2 separate regions of the Danio rerio genome follow, and region 2 is linked to region 1. A link is a contact called in public Hi-C data. All regions are on one chromosome and are shown on one strand. Each heading gives the region's core, a stretch centred on a gene start, on an enhancer-like site or on the middle of the called end of the contact. The rest is flanking DNA. Distances are from core to core; before and after follow the strand shown. Region 1 overlaps LOC137495629 (a long non-coding RNA gene). Region 2 holds the start of si:ch211-202e12.3 (a long non-coding RNA gene).

What was found. Hi-C and Micro-C count contacts between places; a contact is called where the count stands out from the background.
Region 2: a contact with region 1 is called in a Hi-C map of skeletal muscle, with 5 times the contacts expected there. The contact joins the promoter of si:ch211-202e12.3 here to the enhancer-like site in region 1. A contact is called at or near these places in 13 of 18 Hi-C or Micro-C datasets (caudal fin, embryo, fibroblasts and 4 more) and 2 of 4 datasets of contacts at active chromatin or transcription factors (caudal fin and embryo).

What each region holds. Positions count from the first base shown.
Region 1 is chr5:52,058,273-52,061,806 of GRCz12tu, forward strand. The region is part of intron 1 of LOC137495629 (a long non-coding RNA gene); the gene reads left to right. Among named protein-coding and RNA genes, the nearest start is that of ccnh, 29 kb to the left of the region's middle. Within about 2 kb of position 1,254, at least 6 of the 62 cell types and tissues checked have an H3K27ac peak or open chromatin away from gene starts, as enhancers often do. A contact at or near this core is called in gastrula embryo, where this site is marked.
Region 2 is chr5:52,233,187-52,237,038 of GRCz12tu, forward strand. si:ch211-202e12.3 (a long non-coding RNA gene) reads right to left here and starts at 2,247. Exons shown (of 6, transcript XR_012406334.1): 1 at 1,904-2,247.

The sequences.
Region 1 (3,534 bases), core at 4-2,503:
GAAGTTGACCTCCATGGTTAAAAAAGGTGGGGGTGCAGGTGAAGTGAGAAGCAAACATTAACGCAATGTATGATTCCACCAGTATATGGCACAAGATCCACTTGCTTGCTGTGTTAATTTAAAGGAGGATGGAGGGACAAAAGATACAAATTAGAACAGAGCAAAGACAAACAAAATGTGTCTACAGAGTAACACAGTAGAGTGAGAAACAAAGATGGACAATAACGTGAGTGGCATTGCTTTGTCCACCTCCAGATGTTCTCTATGCTGGTGTCTTTTGGTCTTTTTGGTCCATTTTCCATGGCTTGGTCTTCCACACCAGGTGGTTAAATTTCCATGCATTGCAGTCCTTACTTTGTGGTACAAATTATCAAAGGACTGATATTTTATCCCCTTCATGCTGAGATGATGACAATACAGACCCTACGCTGGAACCACCAGGTAACCTGGTAGAGCCTCATCTTGTGTAGGCACCAGACTGAGCCTCCTCAGGTCCCGAAAGTCCATTAAAGCAGGTTGCTCACTGTCTCTAGGTGATGAGAGGTTGTTGAGGGCATGGAGCCTTGCTGACAGGCATGAAAGGGCCAAGGATCACCTGTCACCCACCTCATCACATCAAAGTCCCACAAAGAAGTACCTTGCATGAGGGATCTCCTCATGAATATACTGGGCAATCTGAGCCCTATTATTAGTGAGATAAGGTTTTTGTAGGTTCTGCGTTGAGCTCGGACGGCACATGATAAATTACCACCCCTCTTGAAGTATGTGTGCTTTCACCAGGAATATTTTAGGGTTTTTTATGGTATCATCATCTTCTTATTAGTGGTAAGACCCCTGAGTGCTGAAGTGAAAGGGGCTTGTGGTGTCCCCCCGAGCCCTTGCTTTTACCCCTTAATCCGCTGGCTAATAAGTTCATAGCCAGTCCATATGCTCTGGTGCTGTTCAGGAGGGGGAGGTGTTGCCCCATGCTACTTACACCGAGCAGACCCATTTCTCAGGTACCTCTCCTGCTGACCGACTTTTTGTTCTATCGGATCAGTCCACTCCATGGCCAGAATAGTCTGAATTGATTAGCCCTGCACCGTATAATTGCCAGCAAATCCCACTGAATCGTTTCCCATCCATTTGAAAAGGACAATGTTCAGTCTTTTTCTCCCCAGCTTTTCTTTGGCGCCCCTCCCCCATTACCCTCCTTTTCATGCCACTTGGTTTGTCTCCCACCCCACACCCCGAGCCACCTCCTTGAGGTAAGGAGAGAAGGGGGAAGGGGCTGGAGGAGAAAGCACTCCTATTCCGGACGAGCCCCCTATCCGAGCACTGGCAAAGGATGAAAGCGGGCGGCGGGTGGACGTGTTCTAATCCATCACCCTGGAGTGTGAGTGTAGGCTGATCGGAGTCCTTACCTGCCGGTGCACAGTTAGGGTTTGGAGGACAGAGGGAAGAATCCAAGGAAGGGGGAAGAGTTGGGGTGTAGTGTGAAAAGGAACTGTGGGGATATGCACGCGATTATTCAGAGGCCCAGGCGCCAGCGTCAACTGCTCCTGCAGCTCTGCTTATTCAGCTGAGAGGCCCAAAATCTCAGGTCGGGGCAAAAGTCTATCAGACTTACTGAGAATATTGTTATGTTGGAGTAGACTTGGAGGGACGATCAAGTGTGCCATGTCTGGAACAAAGACCATTTAACATGTTTTACTTTGAGATTGTCCTTTTGGCACCCCTATACACAGCTACAATACTGATCTCTCTCTTCAATATTTAACCATGCAAACACTGTATATTTTAATTCAGTATTCTAAAATTATATTTGTTTTCACACTTTATAAGTTCTGCATCTGCTATTAGGCTAATCTTCCTTCCCAGAAATGAATGTGACCCATCTTCACAAGACTGAAAACACTCAGATTTTAAAGTTAACCTTGAGCCAAGCAGAACATTTTCATGACTTTCGAGAGGTACATACTTTGTTTATTAGGTCATCATTAATAAGATGCATTCCAATAAAGTCAGATGTCTAATTAACATGTTTTATCTGTTTCACGCATCATACACCTCACCTTGAGGATTGCTTGCCCTTCATGAGAATGATCTAAACTCTAATCTCAAAAGATTTGCATAATTTTATGCTAAACGGGGGTAAACTGAAAGCTTTGTTTAAAAACAGTCCTCTGTCTGATAAAGACATGTCTTTCTTTTCTTATTCTTTATTAAATTGTATATCTCTATTAACCTTCAGTGACCATGTTCTTTGGACACTGGGGCGGGTCCTTTGGGAAAAGGTCATGGGTTCAGGGTGATAAGGGTTGTGACCCTTCCCATATTCGACCAGGCCTGATTTCAAGCTCAAACAAGCTACTACATATAATGCCCCATGGGATTTAATGAAAAACAGGCCCTATTGTCTGATCTGAGATCTGAACACAAACAAATTTAGTATTTTCTTACAACACGACCCTAGTGGCAACATGCTGGGATTGTCTGACTAATAAGAAGATCAGTGAATTAGACTAGTTTGGAGAAAAAAAAGTGATTGAAAGGCTCTTTCACTGGTTTAGCTGAAAAAAAAGTAGTTCTAAAAATATTGAAATTTAAAAATTGAGACATTGAAGTGACCCTGAATATGTAGTGTGCAATTTTAAACTAAACCTGCACAGGGTCATGTGTGTGATTCTGCTCAGCTTTACATACCCACTCAACAATAGGGAAGCTATAATAATCTGCATCAATAGGATATCAATTAGCTGGCAATTTGTTCCATAAAAAAGCAACCATCTGTAGAATTAGCTTCTGTTCAATTTCACCCTTCATGACAGATCATGTCTTCCCAAGGGAGTCTGTGACATTGACAAGATCCCAAGCTAAAGGTCATATTGGCAGTGACCACTAAAGGGCTTGATGATAAACTGGTCAAGCCCACTATTCTAAGGGCTCCTCCTTTTACAACCATTTTACCAGTTTGTCCATTGACTCCAGAGAGCTGAACAAGTAGAACGGTTGACATCCCATAGGTCAAAGGTTGAATGATCAGGATTGTTTACACACAAAAATTCACACACGAATTCCTGATAATTTTAAAAGACAGTCACCATAAAATCTGACCTGGATCTACATAGTTTGGTTTCAAAACAAGACATGTATATAATGAGGAAAATGAACTGTAGTCATTAGTGAAAACAAAGTTAATTTGTGGAACACTAGATCCTTATTGAGGATATGAATGTTTACATACATATTGAACTTAATTTTAGCTGGCCTCTGTGATATGAAGAAAAGATGGGTGTCTTGGGATCCTTACTAAGGTTCGATTCTATGCTTCAATCCAGGCAGCCATCAGTTTTTTTTTTTATATTAACATTTCCCTATTGCGCATCAAAAAGAGATTCTTCTAGTGTTTGACCCAATAAGGGTTGGTGGTGAGTCGATAACAGACCCGGGGTGTGAACCTGTCTTGCTGCTTAAGTTCCTGAATGGCTCCCTGGGAAACTGCATAACTGGGAGTGGTGGAGTTGCCTAGGACAGCATGTGGTTGTTTTCCAG
Region 2 (3,852 bases), core at 997-3,496, 180 kb after region 1:
TTATATCCAGCATTTTGTGCAGATAAAAAAAACTAATTGAAACAAAGTTGATACTCCGATGTTCTTTCCGCAAACCAACACTTTTAATAAAGCAATGCCATGTGTTGGTAAACAATAAGACACTTCAGACGGTTCTTTTCTGTTTTGAAATGCTTTTATCTGCGGGTTATAGCCCCAATTCGCAACTCTTTACAAGTGTAGTCGTTATTATGTAGTAATGAACCTTACACGCGTTTAAAATACAGCCAAAAAACGTATTAAAGTGCATGTTGTAATTTAGTATTTCAAAGCTTCATCTTAATAAAAACGTAGTCAACTGATAACTAAAAATGCATGATGACCACGTCCTACTGTAAAGCATATTAACAAATGGATTTTCCAACCCTGCTTTGACTTTACTGATTTTACGTAGACTACATAAGAGATCTTTTATAGGCCCGAGGCGGGTAATTTTTAATTAGCTTTAATTCCAATTTTACCCGCAACAATGTGAAATGTAGCAATTTGAAAAATCGACAAGATAAAATAAATGTTTTAAAAAGCAAACCAAAGACAGGTGACTTAAAATTAACTTTAGTTTTCAATCCGGAGGAGCTTGATATTGCATGCTCTTGTTCATTATCAATAAAAAAATATCACCGATAATTTTGCATCTTTAACCAGATAGGTTTAATAGATTTGCTGGTGGGATTATCAAATTACGCTTTAAACGCGCACATTTATTTTTTATGTATTATTATTTTTACTATTATTATTATTATTATTATTTAGCCAACTATTAATATAATTTATTTGTAACATTTTCTAATTTTGTTTTACACTTAAACTACACTAACGTTTTAAGTTTGGTCTGGAAAGAAGGCGATAATAATTATCAGTGTAAACCTCAAACCCTAAAGATTTCTGTTGCTTTAACGATTTTTTTAACAGTAAGAGTCACGGCTTTCTTTCGCTCGTTTGATGTTTTCATGTATATGATGTTGTCCTTATTTACTCTGAATGTGTAAGTCAAATGAGATATAATGTCTTAATGCAATTGGATGTTTTATAGAAAATGAATGTCCTTGATTAAACGCTGAAATATAAGCTTTTTGTTGTGGTTTATTGATCATTGTGTTTTCAAAAATGCTTAACCTACATTTTAAACATGTTCTATACGGTTAAACTTTTCAAGTGATAAGTATGAATAGAGAATAAATAAGAAGACTAAAACTGTCCTCATAGGTGACACGAATCTAGGCTTATTCAATTGACCTATACAGTGCACTGAAAAATGTTACATTTAACGAGCTCATTCCAATAGCATATAATGTGATCACGCATTTAGAAATCTATTAATATTTTCTATTCAGTGCAACTCAAATAAAACACAAATTCACATGAATGTCTAATCGAAGAGTGTGGTTGTGTGTGTCGAATTTGCGCAGAATCAATGTAGCCTATCGTTATAATGGACCTGACGATGATTAGTACAGTTTCACCGGAGAAACGTGTGGATGCATTCAAATAATGAAGATGATACTGCGTGTCACATTTTTTAACCATTGAACAATGATGACATCTTGTGGCCAAAATGTGACATTGTTCTTTCGTACCTCAGCTTTTCACAATACAATTCATTTGTATAGGGCAGGGATGCCCAAACACGATTCTGGATGGCCAGCTTAGCATCAAGCACAATCATGAGCCAGTTAATCAAGCAGTTAATAGGCTTGCTTGAAACATCCTGGCCGGTGTTATGTGACAAGTTGGAGTAAATTCTGAAGAACACGAATGGTATACGAATGTTTATCCGATAATTATTTGTAGATTTTTCACTTTCGAAATGACCAAACAATACGCTATACGAAATCAAACAGGACAACACTAATGTGGTTCGTTATACAGCTTTCGAAGTTCTTACCTGCCACAGATAACTTTCCTAACGTGTTTTCCTCGTTGCTGTTGCTTTCATGGTGTCTGTACCCTGTCATAGTCAACAGTTTATTAGGGTTTGAGCTGTGTATGTCGATGCTGACATGTGATCGAGGTAAAAACAGTCGTTACATTTTTTAAATTCGCTTTAAAGTCTGTTGTCTTCTAAGCTTCCGGTTTCCATATATGGATGTTTTGCGGAACAGAAAACATCATGATTGGTTAAAGTGTCTGCTCGTGGTCAATTTACATATTATTTTTAACAGACTCTTGCTGTCAAAGATGTTGACATACATTTAAATATTGTTCATAAAAAGGTTAAAAGAAAGTAGGAACGAGGTATCTTGCTCAAGTCATATATATATATATATATATATATATATATATATATATATATATATATATATATATATATATATATATATATATATATATCTATATATATATATATCTATATATATATATATATATATATATATATATATATATATATATAGTGTCTTAGTCCCTTTTATTAATCTGGATTAATCTGTGGAATGAACCGCCAATTTATCCAGCATGTTTTACGCAGCGGATGCCCTTCCAGCTGCAACCTATCTATGGGAAACATCCATACACTCTCATTTACACACATACACTCCGGACAATTTAGCTAACCCAGTTCACTTGTACCACATGTCTTTGGACTTGTGGGGTAAACCGGAGCCACGGGCAAACATGCAAACTCCACACAGAAATGCCAACTGACCCAGCCAAGGCTTGAACCAGCGACCTTCTTGCTGTGAGGCGACAGCACTCCCTACTTAGCCACCACGGCGCCTAGAACTTTGTCTCAAAAAATTAAAATAAAATAATAATAAATATATAAATATATCAGGGTTTCTGCAGGTTTCACCAAATTAAATGTAAAACTTCTTAAGTCATTTTTAAAGACTATTATGAATGAAATTTTAGACTTGTACAGAGCTAAATGCTAAGGATTTTTTTTCAAATACCCTAGTTAGAAAAGATTTGCCATATCAAAAAATTATTAAAATTTAATACATTTAACAATAAAACAACAATAATAATTCTGTTTGAACCACTGGTCAGGTCAGTATATCCTCAGCAGTAAATAAATGAAGGACTTTTAATCAAATATTACTGTAAGGAAAGTAATTAAATGCTCTTTTAAAATATTAAGTTAAAATAGATTGAGATGGGTTGTGGTGATTGTAGGGGGGTTAATGGCCAGATTGGTTAGCTGTACATGAACAAAGGAACATTAAGACGTGTAAAAAAATATTTAAGACCTAAAACCCAACATTTCAGTTGATTTCTAAGGCCTTAAACTTAGCCTTTGAGAGTTAAGACATTTTAAGAATTTTTAAGACCCAGCGGATACCCTGATACATTCTAGGTTTATTGGAAAATAGTCTCCTATATATTAAATATTAATTATTCATTCATTCATTTTCTTTTCAGCTTAGTCCTTTTATTAATCCGGGGTCGCCACTGCAGAATGAATCGCCAACTTATCCATGTTTTACGCAGCGCACGACCTTCCAGCTGCAGCCCATCATTGGGAAATTGAATAGTAATTTAGAATAATTAATTTAGAAATGACAATTTTTAAGTGAACTATCCCTTTAAATCAGAAAATATATCAATGTGGCCAAGATTTACTAAAAGGCAGGAAATTAAATTTGATGCAGACCCACAACTTCACTAAAACAAGTAAACAAGCAGCAAGAACTGCTTTAACTGTAAATAAAGATCCAAACTGACTAGCATACTGACTATCAAGTGTGTAAAATTGGTTCAGTTAGTATTGTATGGAAATTAAGGCCAATCATTGTAAATAAGTGTTCTGTAATGTTTGAATGTGTGACAGGATGTAAAATCCAGAATAAATAGGAATCAAAAGTTAAGTCATAATAGTCAGTTATTAAACTAGAC